Regions from separate parts of the Lactuca sativa genome. Here region 1 is linked to region 2. Evidence: chromatin contacts called from public Hi-C data. All regions are on one chromosome and are shown on one strand. The core of a region is the stretch at or near the end of the contact, and the rest is flanking DNA. Distances in the headings are between cores, read along the strand shown.

Region 1 (4,825 bases), core at 1,068-3,567, 460 kb after region 2:
GTCGTGACAGCGAACCTGATCTGATTCCCTCTCGACTCGACCCAAACTAGTCAACTCAGTCAAAGAAACCACCTGAACTGGCATCATAACATGAGCACCACTCTCACGTCGTAACCTCCAAGGGTCCTAACAGAAACGAGACTGCTCTGTTGCTCATGTCATGGAATCTCACACCCCACATCGTGAGCGTTGTCTGAGGCTAAAAATCATCATTTTAAGTCCTTATTCTATTAAGTCTTCGAGTTCACTTCTTCCAGAAGCTAAAGGGGACCCCTAAGGTCCATAAAGATGTTTCCTTTGTGGCCATGCATGCACAAAACATGATCATCCATTTTCTAGGTGAAAAAAGGGAAGAAATGGGCTTCAAACCTGCATGCATGCCTCAAATCTATACCAACTTCCAGATCTGAACGCTATGAGGTTCTTAAGACTCTTAGAATCCATAAAGTTGCCAACTTTATGGATCTACTCCTCTCAATCAAGAAATAACATCAATAAAATGGACAAAACTCAAGATATATCCATGCTAAGCAATAAAGTTGGAGCCTTTGATACTTACAATGGTCCAAAAGCAAGAAAAGATGATGATGATGTTGATTCTTTGCCCACGCCAATACTAAAGTACTTCCTTCTTCTTCTTTTCTTCTTCCCACAAGCTAGAAATGCACCCAAATGACAAAGGATCTTGAGGAGAGGTAAGATTAGGGTTTTTGGAGGCTTAGAGAGTGATAGAGGCTGAGGATGAGAAACCCTAACCCTTTTATTCCGTTAAATACCGGAAACTTAAGGTTTTTGGTCGTCAGCCGCCTTCACGTCGTGGGCACTATAATGCTCACGTCGTGGACTTTTAAATGATGCACGTGTCCGGATCAATCCTCACGACGTGAAAAGGAAATCTTTACGTCATGAGCAGGGCAATTACTAAAGCTTATAACTTCGCACTAGTAAAGATAATACATACCTGATCCGGGTGTTACAATTGTGTCTCTTACATGTTCATACTTTTTACCAGTCCATTGCACCTAGAGTTGACAAAAATCAACCCAACCCAAAATTAGCGGGTTGGATTGAGATTTTCAACCAATTTAAGTTAAACGGGTCAACCCGTCTAGCCCATTTAATTAAATAGGTTAGGTTGGGTAAAAATTATCAACCTGTTTTCAACCCACCAACCCATTTAACTTTAATATATGCTTAATTTAATATTTATTTGAATATTATCATGTATTAATCGAAGTATCAATTTATAAATTAAAATATTGTATTATTATTTTTGTTTTAAAAAATATAATTTTAATTCCCATCTTTTTTCTTATCTCAAAAAATACTAGCCACTTTCCAGAATCCCTTTGAAATTAAATATTTTTTATGTTATTTGATCAATTTATTCAAATTTGTAAATTGTGATTGCGCATTTGTTATACTTTGAAAATTTTTATTTATTTTTGAAACTGATTTATATAGTATAATCTTTAGTTAATGTATTTATTTTTTTGATTTTAAATAACTAACCCAAGTTTAACTCATTTATTTAATAGGTTGGAGCGAAAACTACATAAATTGGTCAACCTTATAGCAACCCATTTATCTATAAGGTTGGGTTGGGTTGGAAATATCAACTCATTTAAATAAACAGGTTGGGTTAATATTTTCAATTTTAACTCAATTAATAAATGGGTTGAACCGAACCCAACTCAGGTCGACTTATTGTCAGCTCTAATTGCACCCCATTGAACCATGCCTCCAACATGTTGATACTTCTTACCAGTCAATTGCATCGCGCCTTGAACGTAATCATACCTCTTAGCAGTCCAGATATGATGGCTTTAGCATACATGGGTAGGTCAACCCACCCGATAACATACAAACAAATTCCTTCATAAGGAAAACATAAAGAGTTGTTCAAAATGACCATCCATCTAATTTTTGAAGGGTTTGGACTTTTTCCGGAAAAAATGCATACCACAGTGATCATTGTGCAGTTATGTGTGTGTGTATATATATATATATATATATATATATATATATATATATATATATATATATATATATATATATATATATATATATATAAAGAAAAAGGAAATAAAGAGAAAAAAGCTAAAGAAACTTACTTTTTTCAAAGATTGGATGATGTGAATCTTCAAATAGATAACTAATTAAATGGAATATTAGACAACAAAAGTCAAATTAAACCAAATAACAGACTAATCAAATTTAAAAATCCAATTTTTCTTGCTAGACTTCAACTAACATCTCACTAGGAACAAGACTGATCCTTATTGAGAGCATTCAAATAATGATAAAAAAGAAAATCAACATCGAATGCCCCCACTTTCTCTCTCTTACTTTCTTTCTCATCAATTCATCACTCATGGTACGAGTCCTATTCCACTACTAAACTCATGAATCCATTATTGCTTTTCGGGAATGAGGGTGAGAATGTTCTTGATTTCACCTGTTTATCAGAGCAAACACCCTTTTGATTATAGATGTCAAAAGACATCACCATTCCATTAATAGCAAAAACTAATTATAAACTTGGCAAATTTGGAGCTTTTCTTCATCCAGTAAACAAATCTGGCCTTTCCACCCCTACTTCTTGCAAGAAGAAGCTATGGGTGGTAGATTAAAAGTGTTTATTCCAATTCTTGATTGTGGGGATGATCCAAGATTGAAGCCCTTGTTATGAATGTCATGTTCGTTTTGCTTGTTAATGGGGTTTCAAGTGATTCTCAGGTTGATCACATTCTTGATTTTATTTGTCGGTGGTGATTCTTTGGCTCTTAGATCTGCAGGTAACTTCAATTTCTTGAAGATTTTTTGATTCTTTAACTGTTTGATATGTTAGCCATGGGGATCCATGATTATAGTTCTATGTTCTCGATTTTCCTCACATGGGTTTTCTTGAAATTGTGATTTTAGGATCAAATTTGATGGAGAATGCTAAAATTCTTGTTGATTTTCATCTTTTTTGGTGAAATTTATACTGAAATTCATGCCGTTCATTTAACCAAAGTTCTTGATATTCTTATTCTTGATTCGAGGAAAAATGATCCCCTTATTGACATATTACTTTCTGCTTTAAATTATTATTTATTATTCCATCTATTTAATGTATTCGAGTCTTCATTTTAATTTTATAGTACCTCCATAAAGATACACAGATCGTAACCTTTTGATTGAGATTTAATTTTTTCTAGTCTTGTAGTGATATAGTACAATCGTAAAAAATACAATTTTGACTTTTTTAATTGAGTAATGAGTTATTTTGACCACAAAATTTGACAATAATGGTGCTTGTTTTGTGAAAAATTATAATCTTTCTTGCAAATTTTATCGGAAAATTTTAGTTTTCAATTATTAAAATCGAAACTATACTTTTTTTTTGTGGGACGGTGGTGCTGAGTTAGGTATTGCAGTGCTCCGTGAAGTCAATATCACATGATTAGTAATTTGACTTTTTGGTCAAATATTCATAACTCTAATTTGAAATTTGCCATGGTTTCTAATTATTTATTTCTATCTTATTGTTATTTAATATGATTAATTTACATTTTACATATATCACATTTATTTTCGCTTATTTGAAATACATTCATATCAATTTCAAAACCTAAAAATATCTCATTTGTTACAGATCATGGTGTTCCACCTGCATCAAGTCCCACTAAAATTCATGCAACGAAATGGATGAAACGAGGTTTTAGGCCTTTTTCTAGCACATCTTTCCAGAGATATCATCATGAAAGATCGAAAATTAACCATATTGCCCCTACACCCTTGTACCAACTTCAACCACCAACTTACGCCCCACAAGGTTAGTTTTGTCATTAGACAATATCGCGAAAACTAGTCATTATGTAAAGATTTCTCATTGAGTTTATGATCATCTTGACCAGGTCCATTTGCTCCTTCACCATCACCCGTTGATCCAACTAACCGATTCGGTAAATTTTCTATAGCTTTAATCTTTTTATCATGTTAACAAATATTTATTCTTGTAAAAACAACTTACAATTTAATTTCGTTTTGGTTTCTATTTGTACATAACAAAACTTTTTGAATGTGTCATTTCAATTTTTCCTTCAAGTCTAGTAGTCTACCATTACAATGTTGTGTTCATTCCTTTCATTTGTAATTCGTTTACATCATAAATGAGCAATAGATTAACGTTGTTACGTTGGTATTATTATTATCTTCAAAGGGCCAACGATATCTCCATCAAGCTACTCGTTGACAAAGAATACAGCTCCTCCCCCAACTCCGGTTTTCACGCTACCTCCACCACCTCCCAATGAAGGTAAACCACAGCGCTGTAAACAAATCAAACCTTTGTCTTATCTATTCAAGCTTCAACTGAGTTTAACTTTATCGTGTTAATGTAATAAATTGGTTACAAACTATCTATTTGTTCACAAAATATCTTTTTTTGAAAAATAGTATTTTTCAATATCTCACATAATTCATTACTCGATATTAAGCCAATTTTTTTTGTTTGGAATAAAAAATTAGATTAAAAACATATATGAATAATCAACTATGTCTCATATACATTTATCATTTTGTTATTTATGTTCATCTTCTTAAAGGTCAAAATTATGAACACGGTTAAATTTTACGTGTAGATTGTACAACAGTGACCTGCGTGCAGCCGCTGACATACACGCCGGCGGGATCGCCGTGTGCTTGTGTGTGGCCGATAGAAGTTCGATTACGCCTCCTTATTTCTCCATATACATTTTTTCCATTAGTTTCAGAACTCGCTAAAGAAATCTCCACCAGTCTTTCACTCAATGTAAGTCAAGCCCGAATCATGGGAGCC
Region 2 (4,798 bases), core at 589-3,088:
TTATTAAACCATGAATATAATACTTAAGTTGTAAATCCATGATTTTGTGTGCATATCTAATTTGGAAGAAGTGATGGTTGCGATAGTGGCACAGGTAGTTGACGGCGATGTGTGGTAGTTGGTGGTTGTAGAGTTTGAGTTTCATATTTATGAATATATAAACTACTGTATAACAGAATGTATTAAGTTGTGAATTTTATGTATTAAACTGAGACTGGACTATAATAAGTTATGTATTTTATATAAATTTTGTGTTAAAATATGAATGAGTGTGTGCATGAAATGTTAAACTGTATATCAGTGAATTATTATGTTTATTAAACTGTAAATATGTTAAACTATGAATATCTCTTATAAACATACAACTTTTAAAGAAATCCACAATTAAAAAGAGAGAGAAATGAATTTCTCAACGTATAATCCTTTTTTTTATTAAATTTTGTATATTTGGCTGCAAAAATAAAATAATATGTGTTAAAAAAATATTACCAAAGAAATGAGAGCTACAATATTTGTTCTGTTAAGATGTGAATATGACCAGAAAAATGCCACTGGTTTTGGTGTTTCTTCGGCGAAGGTCTGGTGGTTGTCCGACGATGATCTAGCGGCGGTCTGATGACAAATGACAACTAGTTGTAAACTAGTGAATGGAAAATTTTGCTTAGTATAATCCAGTTGGGAGACTGTAGACCCATCATGTAATTGTGTGTGATACTTTGGGGGAAACTCACTGCTTTGTCTTACAGTTTGATTGTTGTGGCTTTAGGTATTTCAGAGATTAGAGGCAAGGCAAATGCTTGATCGTACATATCCTCTTCTGTTTGATTTTTGATTGATTTGAACACTCTTATTTTGAATGATTGTATTTGAAACTTATGGTTGTGATTTGGGTTTTTATATAAACACGGATTTTTATCTAAATGAAAAATAAATTTTTTTATCGAGATTTCTGGGATGCTACAATTACAAAGAGGATCTAATTACACAAAAAAACACCAACATTACATAAGAATTAGTTTCATGCATTCAGACATCAAACTCAAAATAAGATAACCATTACATTAAACCTACAACCAAAACAACACTTCCATACATTATTGAAACAAAAGACATTAACCCTACAATCACCTCAACCCTTCTTTAGGTAGCAAATTACAAAAATCGAACTGACAAAATGGATGAACTTATACATTCTTGCTTGCATGCTAGCTTCTTGAAGGGATTGTTGGAGTTTATTCATTGACTTCAGTAACCCAAGTATCACTTCCACTGATCTAGGGCACATGGGTTCATCGTACCACCCAATCCAACTATACCTGCTCCCATTCGAACACATGACCAAAACCACATTCCATGGTTACGATTCGACCAAGATGTGACGATGACAAGATCGCTGCTTCCACAAGGGCAAATCATTATTCTTCGACTTTGATTTCTTGAGCTTCACCTGGATCACATGAGTTTTCAGTTTCACATACCTAATTGAGAAAAGAGGTGATCAATTAAATAAATAATAAGTGTAACCCCTAGATGAAATGACGAAAATGGCCTCATGTGCGAGGCACATGGGGCATTATAACGGCACAAGTAAACGAACATCCATCGTAAGGGCTGTTTACGTGCAATGTTTGTTCCAAATGGACTATCAATGAAAAAAAAAAAGTTTCATAAGGACTATATTAGAGAAAAATAGAAAAGAATTAAGACTTGAAATTTTGTCTATTATGAAAAACAATAATTGTGTTACGAGTATTCAAAGACCAAGGGACCAAACTATCATTTAAGTGATAGGTTAGGGACATATGTATAAATATTCTACTTTCTTGGTTCTCTGTTGACTGACTTAGCTTAAGAGAGTCCACTGGTCGGAAAACTTGAAAGCCTAGTGAAGGTGAAAGACAATAAACGCCGATAGCGACGGCGACGACATCTAGTTAACGGCAATGGCGAAAGGGCGAAGCTTGAAGTCGACGAAGATTATCGTTCTTCTCCTATGTCTCGTTGCTTTCTCTACTGTTTTCGCTCCTCTACCTTCCCCTCTCTCGAATTCGCTCAAACCCCACAATCATCATCATCATCATCATCATCATCATCAAGTGAGTTATCCAAATCTAGTAAAACGTCTTCTAATTTTCATGTTTTGCTAGTGATCATTTTGATTTGCTAACTGCTGATTATAAAATCAGCAGGTTGTTAATGCTCGAAAGTTTGAAATTGCTGATGATATGTTCTGGAAAGATGGAGAGCCTTTTAGAATCATCGGCGGGGACTTGCATTATTTCCGTACTCTACCTGAGGTATAGTCTCGTATTTGTCCCATTGAAGTTCGCGTTGAATCACACTACTACTATCTGTTCAATAGATATTTCGATCATCTGGGTACTCCATAACCAATTGAACCCTGAATGCTAGTACAAATACTCATTTTATCCCAAAGTTACATGTCTATCACTACATTCTTCCATTGATATGTCCCAAAAGAAAACTAGATACATCACCGTTTTACAACTCAAATTTGCCATTACTTTTTTATAGCTGTTGTTTTAGCACCGTATAACTGTACCTGATATTAGAGGATACATTTGGAAGCACTAACTATCATCTGGATATACAGCTATATATAACACACACATGTAATCATCAATCATGGTCATTTTAGAACCTCCTCTTCTGCATTTGGATGAATGGACTTTTCTATAGATATTTACATGATCTGACTTCTGTCATTCTTTGGGTGCAGTATTGGGAAGATAGGCTAACAAGAGCAAAGGCTTTGGGCTTGAATGCAATTCAAACTTATGTTCCATGGAATCTGCATGAACCAAAAGAGGGTCAACTAGATTTCAATGCTATTGCAGATATAGTTTCTTTTCTTGAGCTGTGTCAGAAGTTAGATTTGCTGGTCATGCTAAGGGCTGGACCTTACATATGTGCAGGTCAAAACAGTAACTGAATCTGAATGTTTTAATTCCCTCTTTTAGTATCGATCAAGATTTCCTTTCAAACTGTGGGTATCAATTAATTTGCTATTTCTTGATAAACACTCTCCATTGAAGACCACTTTTTGTTGCAGAATGGGATCTTGGTGGTTTCCCTGCTTGGTTACTTACTAAAAAACCACCCATCAGACTGAGATCATCAGATCCAACATACCTCGCATTGGTAAATCTTCTTTTCTATTTTGATCCTTGTTTTCATTTTATGTAACATGAGTCACATTTGAGATATTACATGATAAATTATCTATAAAAAAACAAACTTTTCTCAGTTCCTACACTTACACAGTTACACTTACATCTCATATCTCTGTGTCATTTGTGAATTTATATGAGTTGTTGCAGGTTGATAAGTGGTGGGGGGTATTACTTCCTAAAATTGCTCCTCTTCTTTACCACAAAGGAGGACCTATAATTATGGTTCAGGTGGGTAATACTGAATTTCTATAAGCTCACAGATTGTTATAAGATATGTTGCATTGTGAGTTTATCATGTGTAGATTGTGATTGCAGATTGAGAATGAATTTGGTTCCTATGGAGTTGACAAAGACTATCTGCATCATCTGGTCAACTTAGCAAGATCACATCTTGGGGATGACCTAATATTGTAAGTTTGATGTAATATGGTAACAAATGCCCTTTTCTTTCTTAGCATCAAACTTTATTCATCACTTGACATTTATTATACACTTTGAGGGGTAGGAAGATATTTTGATTTTTGAGTTTAAAAAGTAATACCACCCTTTTTTCTTGATTTTTACAGATATACTACAGATGGAGGCACTAGAGATACTCTCATTAAAGGAACAATAAATGGAGATGCTGTCTTTTCAGGTATGATAACATTTATCATGTTTTATCAATTCTGTTGGCATCTAATATTGGAAAGATTAATTGTAGCTGTTGATTTTTCAACTGGAGAGGATCCTTGGCCTATATTTAATTTGCAAAAGGAGTTTAATACACCAGGAAAATCACCACCTCTTTCTGCGTAGGTATCTTACTTTAATACCTATGGAATAATATCCTTGAATTACTTCATTTTATGATGCTGATAAGATGATATTTCAGTGAATTTTACACGGGTTGGCTTACACATTGGGGAGAGAATATTGCTAAAACTGATGCAACTTCTACAGCATCTGCCCTTGAAAAAATTTTGTCCAGGAATGGCTCTGCTGTGCTTTATGTATGATTGTATGCTATAAGAAGTATTTACATAGTGTTTGGTATCCAGTAATTGAAGATGGAATGGAATGGGGCATTCCGATGGAATAAAAAAATCATGCTTGTTTACCACATAGGAATAGAATGGAGCATTCCTTAAATAATGTGATTCCTTTTTCTGGGCTGATTTTCATTCCATGGGGGAGGAGTGTTTTAATTTTTTTTTTCATTCCTTGATGGAATGGAATGATAGATTATAATTGCAGATAGCTTTTATTTATATAATCTTTAATGAAAATAAAAAAATAACTAAAAGTATTATATTTTATGATGTCATGGTATTTTTATTTAGTTAATTATTTTTATTGATGTAAACATTTTTCAAAGTGACGAAATAATTTTTTTTAGTATTTGAAATACATATAGTCTATTTCAAACAATCTGAAATATGTTTATATGTAATGTATTTAACATTATATCTTTACATGTTATTTATCAATTCAATTTCAATTAGTTTTTTTAATGTAAATAAAGATAACAACATAACATGTTTGAATGACTCATTCCATTTCTTCAAGCCAAACAAACATGATAATGGAATGTCTCATTCCATTACTTTGTTCATTCCATTCCT

The links. A called contact is a pair of places that touch in the nucleus more often than the background predicts.
Region 1: a Hi-C map of leaf shows a contact between it and region 2, with 4 times the contacts expected there. The contact joins the promoter of LOC111906840 here to the promoter of LOC111889048 in region 2. A contact is called at or near these places in 3 of 4 Hi-C or Micro-C datasets (bud, leaf and seed).

What each region holds. Positions count from the first base shown.
Region 1 is chr4:168,841,053-168,845,877 of Lsat_Salinas_v11, forward strand. It overlaps LOC111906840 (receptor-like serine/threonine-protein kinase ALE2), which reads left to right and starts at 2,318. Exons shown (of 9, transcript XM_023902613.3): 1 at 2,318-2,798; 2 at 3,641-3,820; 3 at 3,903-3,950; 4 at 4,208-4,303; 5 at 4,629-4,825. The coding sequence starts at 2,693.
Region 2 is chr4:168,381,068-168,385,865 of Lsat_Salinas_v11, forward strand. LOC111889048 (beta-galactosidase 17) reads left to right here and starts at 1,839. Exons shown (of 19, transcript XM_023885179.3): 1 at 1,839-2,096; 2 at 2,190-2,297; 3 at 2,741-2,936; 4 at 3,074-3,162; 5 at 3,342-3,422; 6 at 3,510-3,604; 7 at 3,761-3,831; 8 at 3,898-3,988; 9 at 4,069-4,186. The coding sequence starts at 1,944.